Linked DNA regions of Mus musculus: regions 2 and 3 are each linked to region 1. The links are chromatin contacts, called in public promoter capture Hi-C maps. All regions are on one chromosome and are shown on one strand. The core of a region is the stretch at or near the end of the contact, and the rest is flanking DNA. Distances in the headings are between cores, read along the strand shown. Region 1 holds the start of S100a11 (S100 calcium binding protein A11). Region 2 holds the start of Rfx5 (regulatory factor X, 5 (influences HLA class II expression)). Region 3 holds the start of Cgn (cingulin).

The links. Promoter capture Hi-C pulls out the DNA fragments that hold promoters and counts their contacts.
Region 2: a contact with region 1 is called in a promoter capture Hi-C map of neutrophils, with 3 times the contacts expected there. The contact joins the promoter of Rfx5 here to the promoter of S100a11 in region 1. A contact is called at or near these places in 2 of 39 promoter capture datasets (3T3-L1-derived adipocytes and neutrophils).
Region 3: a promoter capture Hi-C map of embryonic stem cells shows a contact between it and region 1, with 2.6 times the contacts expected there. The contact joins the promoter of Cgn here to the promoter of S100a11 in region 1. A contact is called at or near these places in 5 of 39 promoter capture datasets (the 3T3-L1 cell line, embryonic stem cells, hippocampal neurons and 2 more) and 1 of 115 datasets of contacts at active chromatin or transcription factors (extraembryonic endoderm stem cells).

The regions. Positions count from the first base shown.
Region 1 is chr3:93,519,007-93,521,952 of GRCm38.p6, reverse strand. It overlaps S100a11 (S100 calcium binding protein A11), which reads right to left and starts at 1,457. Exons shown (of 3, transcript NM_016740.3): 1 at 1,400-1,457.
Region 2 is chr3:94,952,583-94,955,528 of GRCm38.p6, reverse strand. Rfx5 (regulatory factor X, 5 (influences HLA class II expression)) reads right to left here and starts at 1,421. Exons shown (of 10, transcript NM_017395.3): 1 at 1,278-1,421; 2 at 383-514; 3 at 144-177. The coding sequence starts at 495.
Region 3 is chr3:94,784,977-94,787,922 of GRCm38.p6, reverse strand. It overlaps Cgn (cingulin), which reads left to right and starts at 1,441. Exons shown (of 21, transcript NM_001037711.3): 1 at 1,441-1,547.

The DNA of each region.
Region 1 (2,946 bases), core at 208-2,707:
GCTGAAAGAGAGGGCACGGCCCACACCATCGCCCTTTTGCATGATGGGAACAGTGACAGCAAGGAAAACCCCACTGTGAAAGGACGCAGTGAGATCCTTTTAAAACGCAACCTAAACACCCAACGTTCCAGGGAAGCTTCCCCTTGACAGAAATATGTGAAAAAGAGGGAACCACACCAACTATCTCTTTCTCAACCAGCACCAAAGCTCTTCCTTCAAGTGTTCAGGGTCTCATCTATCTCCTTTCACCTCATAACCTGTTGGTGCTGGGCCCTAGGTACCCTGTGTGATGAAAAGGGGAAGAAGGAAACAATAAGTAGGAAGTGATGAAAGACTGACACACCAAAGCAGGGGTCCGCAAGCTTTCTGTTGCTGTTATTTGCAATAAAGGGACAGCTGTGGATATTTTTTAGCTCTTTATGCTCCATAAGATCTTATCACTCTTGCCATAGTCAGGCAGCAAGGGTGAGGATACATAAAGCAAAAGGGTGTGGCGGTGCCTGTAAACTCTATACATTTGATTTTCATGCCATTCTCATGCATTACAAGGGATTCTTTTCCTTTTGAATGTCTTCCAACCATTTAAAAACATAAAAATCTATAATTAGTTTGGGACTAGGGCAAAAACGCACTTGGGCCTCTCTCCAACATTTGCTGATCCTCTTTGAAGAGTCAAAGGAAGGGGTAGATTTTGGAGGGGATGTGAATTACTGGAAACATTTTTTAAAGAAACGAGGGGAACTGAAGTAGCAGGTAGGAGACAGGCAGGTGATGTAGGGAGTGGCTAAAAAGATGGCTGGGAGTGGAGTAAGGGGGAGAGGAAAAGAGCGAGCTGGGAGGGACTGGCCTCCTCCCACATTCCTGTCTGTGGTTCCAATGGCTGCAACAGGCTCCGGTTTCTCATCTGTATGTCTTGGCTGTTTGCCTGCGGTTTCCCCGCAGCTGAGTCCCCCAGAATTCAGGAAGGCTACGTTCTGAACCGCTTTCTTTCTAGTCTTCATGAACGCCTAGCGACGCTGCCCCAAGTTCTCACTGAGTCTGCAGCTCTCTGGCGGCCGCCACTGGTTGGGTTCAGGGGCTCACGGCCCCAGGGAGTCTAGCGGCCGCACCCAGCCCGGGCTCAGGCCAGTTAGGCAGCCGCACCCAGCCTAGAACTTATTTTGCCCGGGAGAACAAAAGACCGCCGTTTCTCCCCACAGGCTGTTATTAGGGTGTAATTTTAGGGCTTCCTCGTGCCCTCCACTCTTCTCTAATTGCCTCCCACAGTTTCATCTTCCCGATCCATTTTCTGCCACGTCCACACGTTAGTCCAAGATACACCCAGCCAAGAGCATGCGTAGCTCTTTGTTGTTTTCATTAAAAAGAAAAAAATCTAAAAAGTTCAAAAACTTATGCTTACCAAGTTGAGGAGCGAGGTCCGGCTGCGACTGTGGCTGACGGTGGCTGGGACAGGAGTGGCGGTCGGGGTCCGGGTCCCGCCCCTCAGCCTGACTCAGGCTGTGCCCGCCCCGGCCCCCGCCCCTCCGCAGGCCTCGGCCTGTCCCCATGTCGGTGCTCTAGACTCAGCTCACTGGTTGTAGTCCCTGTGACTCAACAGGTCTCTGTTCCTCTCTCCCTGGAATCTCAAAGATTTTTGGCTTTAGGGGAAGTCATGCCCCTAGCTCTTTTTCTATGCACGTGTCCATTTGCAGTTCAGGTCAGATAAGCAGAAAGAATGTGAGTCGTGCTCATCAAGTAGGTCCCTAGGAGCTGGGGCTGTCCTGCTACACTGAAGAAATTTAATAAACAGTTGTGATTTTTTAAATTTTTCTGACACGTGGTATTCCTGAGTAGCTAAAGCTGACTTTGATTCTCTATGTAGCACAGGCTAGCCTCAAACTTAGGACCCTCCTACCCCCGCATCCCAAGTGCTGGATTATAGGTGTGCACCATCTGGCCTACCTAAGGGCAGTGATTATTGCCAACAGAATATTGGTGATTATTGTCTAGAGATAATTTTCACCCTGCTTTCAAGTTTTAAAATGACAGTTAAGAAAACTCTTGCAGCTAAACATCTCCCTGTGCAAGTGCGGCATTTTCCTGTCTGTGTTTCAATAAAGTTGGGAATTGTATGACAAACTTCCAGCTTCTAATCCTTGGTCCACAACATCACTGCAGCACTTTTGGCAAGTACTGGCCCCTCTGAGCTTCCATTTTCCCATCTATAAACAAGCCATGCTGCCTTCACCACTTAGTAAAGGCACGTAGAATGTCTATCACATAGAGTGATGCCCTTAAGGAGACACCCCCCGCCCCAAAAAAAAGAACAACTTGCAGAGTAGATGTGAATAGGGCATTGTGTGAATGCTTCCTGGTTTCTGCTCCCCCAATTTCACCAGTCACAGTTCCTGTCTCTTGTTTAGGAACCCTTGAAGTCAGACATGGTGGCCCTTGCCTATAATCTCAGCATGTGCAAGGCTGAAGAGGGAAGACTACTGCAAGTTCAAGGCCAGCCTGTGGCCTACCTAGTGAATTCCAGAACGGCTTGGGTTACAGAGTAGGATTTTGTCTCATAAGAAAATTAGAATCCAAACCAAAACAAACACTCTTGTGTTTCCAACAATAATTCAAAAAATAATTAGATCCACCCTCTTTCCATTTCTGCCGATGATGTGACCATTTTCCCATTTTCCTTATTTGAAAACATTAGCACCATGTTTTTAAAAAAATTACTTTCTTACACGATTTTCTAAAATCATGGCCCTTGGAATTTCAGCTTACTGTGTGCTTGGACCCACCTGTCCTTCTTCCACACCTGCACTGATAGAGTTTACATCCCCACTCCCTTTTTCCATTGATTTTGCAACTGGGCCCTTGCCCTCCAATAAAAACATATTTAATCAATAAAAACACATTTTCCCAATGTGCAATTTTGATTGATTAACTGCTTACTTTAGAACAAAACAC
Region 2 (2,946 bases), core at 172-2,671, 1.4 Mb before region 1:
CTACATAGGTCACAGAAGGATAAAGTATGATCCTCACACGTGGACAGCACCGCCTCTCCCCCATGAACCTTTATTCTCTCACATCAACATCACCCTTACCCTTCAGCGATGGCACCTGTATTGTCCCTTCCCAGCATGCTTACCAGAATTCCCTCTACTTTGTTCTGCACGGCCTTGCTGTGGAGAAGAAGAGAAAGCTGGAGGTCACAAGGTTTCCCCATCCCTTTGTCTGACTGCTAGAGACAGAAAAAGGACCAAACAGCTACGGACCACAGACCTCAGCCTGCCTGCTCTGAAACACTTGCCTGAGGAAGGAGTGCAGGGCAACAAGGATCTACAGCTGGGTCTGGAACAGGGTTTGGAGACAGAGACAATTACTTACGAAATGGTACCTCGGAGCCTTTGGAGGAGGGTGGTAGGTTCTCCAGCGTCAGCACCACCTTGGGGCCTTGCCCCAGTCTTGGGGCTCTTAGCATCAGGTTTATCTTCTGCCATCCCAGCATGAGGGCTACAGCTGAGAGAGGAGATCGCTGAGGATTTAACTACTACCAAGCTTCCTTTCTCCTAGAGACCCCAAGGCAGTCCTCCTGTCTCTACCCAGAAATACAAACAGAAGCAAAGCTTCCTCCAGTGGTTTTCCACACCACTTGCCTTCTCTAAAATTAGAATTATTCTGTTACTTTATCAGGCCCTTGTATACCCAAAGAGATCTCTGACATCTCCATTCTATATGTCCCACCTTTTGAAGTCTCCCAAATCTGGAAAACTGTTATGGGAAGGGATAGGGGTGGAGAAGTCCACGTTAAAAGAAATCTTACAATTTCTCCCAGTGCTGCAACACCTCCAGCCCCCCCCCCCCCAAGCCCCTCCAGCCGCCCCCCCTCAACACCTATAACGACAAGTCAAAGTTCTCCGATCCTCTAATAGACTCCTCGCCATTGATTTTGCCTGGAAGGTCGGAAGGGATACAAACATACTCGGCCTTTCCAGGTTTGAAAAAAACTGGGCCCAAGTTCTCATTACTGAGTCTCGCCACGGCTTCCCCCGCTGCCCCCCTCGCCGCGGCGCGGACCCTACGTCATCCCACGACATCCCACTCCGAAGCGTCCCCACTCCCCTCGGGCCCCTCCACCCCAACCCCAGGTGCTGGGCTAGGTCTCCGAACTCAGGGGGCTGGGCGCAGGAAACCCTGCGGGGAACAGGGTCCCAGATTCGGGCACGTGCGCAGGGGCAAGGAGCTGGTCCTGCTAGCTCCGGAGTGCTGTTGCCCCTCCTACCTCGGAACCGTCGCCTTCCAGCACGGACATTAGATAGGTGAGAGAGAAAGAGAAACTACCCTGTGGCTACCTCAGCTCCTGCCCAGCCCCACGGTGCCCAGCCGGCGGGCTCGTGCGTTGCTTTTATTTTTCCTTTTTCTGAATGGTTATGCCAGCCGCGATCTGCCTGGATACACGCACGGCCTGCTCTGTGATTGGCCGTTGCTGCCTCCAAGACGAAGGCAGTGAAAGTCTGCCTGGTAACAGAATATGATTGGTCGAGAGGGGAGGGAAAATCCAAAGTTAGTCTTATTTGAGTCAAGAGGGGGAAGTCCAGGTTGGTTTCGGTTAAAACTGGGGTCGGTTAGGTCTGCGGGCCCGGAAAGGGTTCTGTTCTTAAAGGGACCGCAGGATGAAAGCCCGGGCGCTTGGCTGCTTCTGGAGCATCTGGTCTTTTGCTTTCTGATCCTGTGCGTTGTAAAATCAGCGAGAAGAGGATAAGGGATCGACCGCGGGCTTTACTTGGGAAGATTTACGTAGATGCCGTCTAGGATCCAAGAACCACAGACAGGAGTTACAGGGTAGGAAAGTGATTGGCTAGTTGTAGCTGGGGAATAAGATGAGTTAAAAATGTAAGAAGGTTTGATTAAAAAAAAGCCAAACAACTCTATTACTGGGGCGTCGATAAGGACGTGGAAAGCACGAATCTATAAAAGCAAGTTACTTTGGTTGTGAGAACCAAATTTCTTAGGTTTCAGGAACTCTGTTTAAACAAAATTGGGGAGCTTTACAAAATGGAATGGCCACAGATAGCTACCATGTTTGATTGTTGCCTTTGGTTGTCAGAGCTGTCCGAAATAATCAGTAGGTGATATTTTTAAATTTTTGCTAGAAAATGATGTCTACTGATGGAAATTCGTTATAAAGTCCTGTAACTTTAATAAAATAAAATAACACAAGTTGAACCATTCGTCCTTCCCTCTTTGCTTACCCATCCCTGTGGCCAACAGCCTCTAGGATTGCAGGCTTCCCCTCATTCCACAAAGAATCTGCAAATCCTTAGCAGCTGTACCACATTAAGAGAAAATGTTTTTTTCTCTGTTGTTAGCCGTGGTATCGCCATTTTATAAAGTGCCTCCGTTCTAGTTAAGCCAAAGCTAATGCCAACTCATTTTCCAGATTTCTCCTCACCCTACCCCTCCTACCTGGGTAAACCACAGGAGATGTTTATTGGTTGCCTGACCCTGTCTGTCTCGCTACCCATAGCAACTGCTGACACAAAAGGAAATGGTATGGTCCTTCCACTTTAGACACTTGGCCCCACCCCCTCTGCAGGTATGCTCTAGAATAAAGCCTGTCTGTTGAGCCTCTAGTCCTCCTCTGTATTTTCTCCTTGCCCACCTTTGCCTATTCATGTTTCCGTTTCCTGGGTGTACTTCATCTCCTTCCTAGGGGGCACACTCCTGGAGTTCCCTGCTTGGTGGTGAACACTGGAATTTTGGTCAAGTAGAGGAAAAAAGAATTTAGTACTGTGATAACTTTTCCCTTCAGGTGCTTAACCCTCTTTGTTAAGATTTGTTGAAATCGTGATGAAAAATGCACGGGCAAGCTTTTGTACCTCTCTCAAGTGTTCGTGGTCCCCGGGTCAACAGTCTTGTCACAGCAGAGATGTGACACCCAAGTCATATTT
Region 3 (2,946 bases), core at 192-2,691, 1.3 Mb before region 1:
GATTGTTTAGTTGTTTATTTTTAAGATCTCTTTTCCAGACCACTCTTTGGTGTAAAAGTAACCTGACCCAGAAGGGACACCACCTCTGCAATAGGTCGCCCAAACCGCACATATTTCCTCTCTCTCTCTCTCTCTCTCTCTCTCTCTCTCTCTCTCTCTCTCTCTCTCTCTCTCGCTCTCTCTCCCCCTCTCTCTCCCTCTCTCTCCCTCCCTCCTTGTTCCTCCTTAAGGGCTGTATCCCTCATAGAAGGCTTCTCATGGAATGCGGAGACCTAGCAACCCAGCTACAGAACAGGTAGGTGGACTTTCCCCTCCAGGGTCCACGCCCAGCATCTGAAGGCTGGGGGAGGGGAAGGGAATGATCTCCAGCTAACGCCACAGAAATGCTGGCTGTAGGGAAGATTCCTCTTCAAATCTAAATATATTACAATAAATATTTACTGAACAAATAAAGGAGAGAACTATTCAGAGGCCAGCAAGGTAAGCTAAGCCAATCTTCTTTTAACATACCTCAGCGATTGACACTAGGAGCCAGCTTTAATGTTACCTGCCTCAGTCTGCACGCAAAGCACCCCAGAGTCTTTTCGGTGTAGTGGGACCAAAAGCCCTACTTGACAGGCTTTCAGAAAAGATGGATTTACAATCTGTAGTTGAGCTCCTTTCTGCTTATAAAGCTTATTCTGATGCGTGTAAATTTACAGCACTCGGTTCCCAAGTCATTCATTCTACACATTTTATTAAGAGCCAACTATGTGCTGACCTCTGTTATAGGCGTTTGAGATGAAGCGTACAAAACAAAAGAAAATGAAGATCTCGGCTCTGGCCGAGATTTTCATAGGGAGATAAAATGAAAATGATTTTTAGGGTGATGTAAATTGGGTGATTACATCTTCCAAAGAAAAAGGGTGCAAAATGATTATGGAGGCCAGGAGCCCGAGGATGAGAATCCACGACTGAGATTTTGGTTCGGATTGCCGATAAGGCAGGCGAGCAGAGATGCAGAACGCGCTGACATCGGGAGACTACGAAGAAATTTTCTGCGGAAAGCGACAGAACTGTATTCTGGCTTATGCGGAGGCAGATGAAGGGCAGAAAGGGCTGTGAACCGAGATTTGCTTTGAGAAGAGCACGAGGAAGGCACTTCCCACAGAACCCAGGGGATGCTCTGGCGCTAAGCTACGCGGGTCCGCAGAGCCCCGACGCCCCCAAAATGGCCTCTTAGGTCCCCCGGTGCCCCGCCCTCGCCCCACCAGTCCACGTGACCCCACCGCCCCTCCCGTCCACCGGGCTGGGGACCCCGGTTCTGGGTTCCCGCGGTGTCTGCTCCGCCCCTTGCGGGAAACTGACCAATAGAAGAAGGGGTGAGGCGGGGCGGGAGGTGACGGCCAATGGGGCGGAGCTCCTGGGGAGTAACAGGTTGGTGGGCGGGGGAAAGGAGGGAGCTCAGAGCTCGGAGGGGCTGGGCTGCAGCAGCGCGTGTAGCTCGGCTGGTCGGAGCGCGATCCCCTGCGGGGTGTGTGAATCCGGGAGCACTGATCTGGACCGGGGTGAGTGAATCTGTCTGGAGCGAGGACACCTGCGATGCGAGTGGGTCCTCAGGAGTATGCTCGAGGGCCGGAGTAGAGGCATCAAATGCCCTCCTCCTGGGCACAGGTGCTGAGTTTAGCAGGAAGGGCGGTCAGAGTGCGGTGGCAGAGCTAAGAGCTAACCCCTACTCCACGGTGTCAGAAGCGAGTGGCTGGGAAGGTGCCAGGTGTGAGGCACCTGAGGGTTAGGTTATTCCCAGGGCATGCATGCATTTCAGCGCTACAATCTCTGGAGGTCAGGCGCCAGCCCTTGGGGCAGAATTTCTCTTGGAGACCAGCATGGGGGCGGGGGAGGGTTCATCCTATTGGAGCAAATGGAAGTGCCGCCAGAGGTTCAGAGACTGAAGTGGTGATATCCGCATGTGCTGGTTTTGGGGGTAACTACCCCCTCCCCGCCCCCGTCAGTCCTTACTGGTCTCTGACACTCTCCTTCTGGCTTTGGAAATGCTGAGGTGTGGGGTCATTCCCTGACCATTTGCCTACAGGTGAAAGCAGTTGCCAGTAAGACACTAAGGTCAGAATACGAGGGCACCCATCTCTTTCCTAGGTGTGAGATTATTTAAGGCTGTTTCTTTCTTTGCTTTCATGCCAGGGAAATTTTTTCCTTCTTCCTCTAGAAAGAACTGTGTGTATTCTACAAGAGAGGGGAATGGGAATGGAGAAGCATAAATCCCTCGACCCACATACTAGCTGAAAATGTTTGCTTTCTCGGGGATGTGAAACGAGGATTGATACTGGGTTTCATATGGCCCATGCTGGCCTTGAATTTGCCATAGCCCATGCTGGACTTGAACTTGCTGTACAGCTGAGGCTGACCTTGAACTGGTGGGCTGCCTTCCGCTCCCAGTGCCTGGATTACAGGTTCATATCACCACACCCACCTAGAAATAGTCTTCTTTCTTGAGGCTGATGTAAAAATTTTTCCTTCCAGCAAATACATATTTCCTTCTTTTTTTCTGTTACAAAGTAGTCTCTTTGTATATTTTTTAAAAAGATTTATTTATTTATTTATTTTATGTATATGAGTATACTGTAGCTGTACAGAAGGTTGTGAGCCACCATGTGGTTGCTGGGATTTGAACTCAGGACCTTTGGAAGAACAGTCTTAACCGCTGAGCCATCTCTCCAGCCCTATATTTCCTTCTTTTTCTCTAGTTCTAGATTGGGGGACACTGGTGAGATCTGGAAGTGCAGCTAATTTCCTTGACCCTTCCCAGAATCCTCTTGATTCCCTGAAATCCTAGTTGGCATCCTTGATTCACGATCTTTGATAGACTAGAGTACTTACTAGTGGTGCAGAAACATAGGCAGAACTCCCTAGGAGACCAAAAGACTAGGGGACTTACACCTCCACATTCCC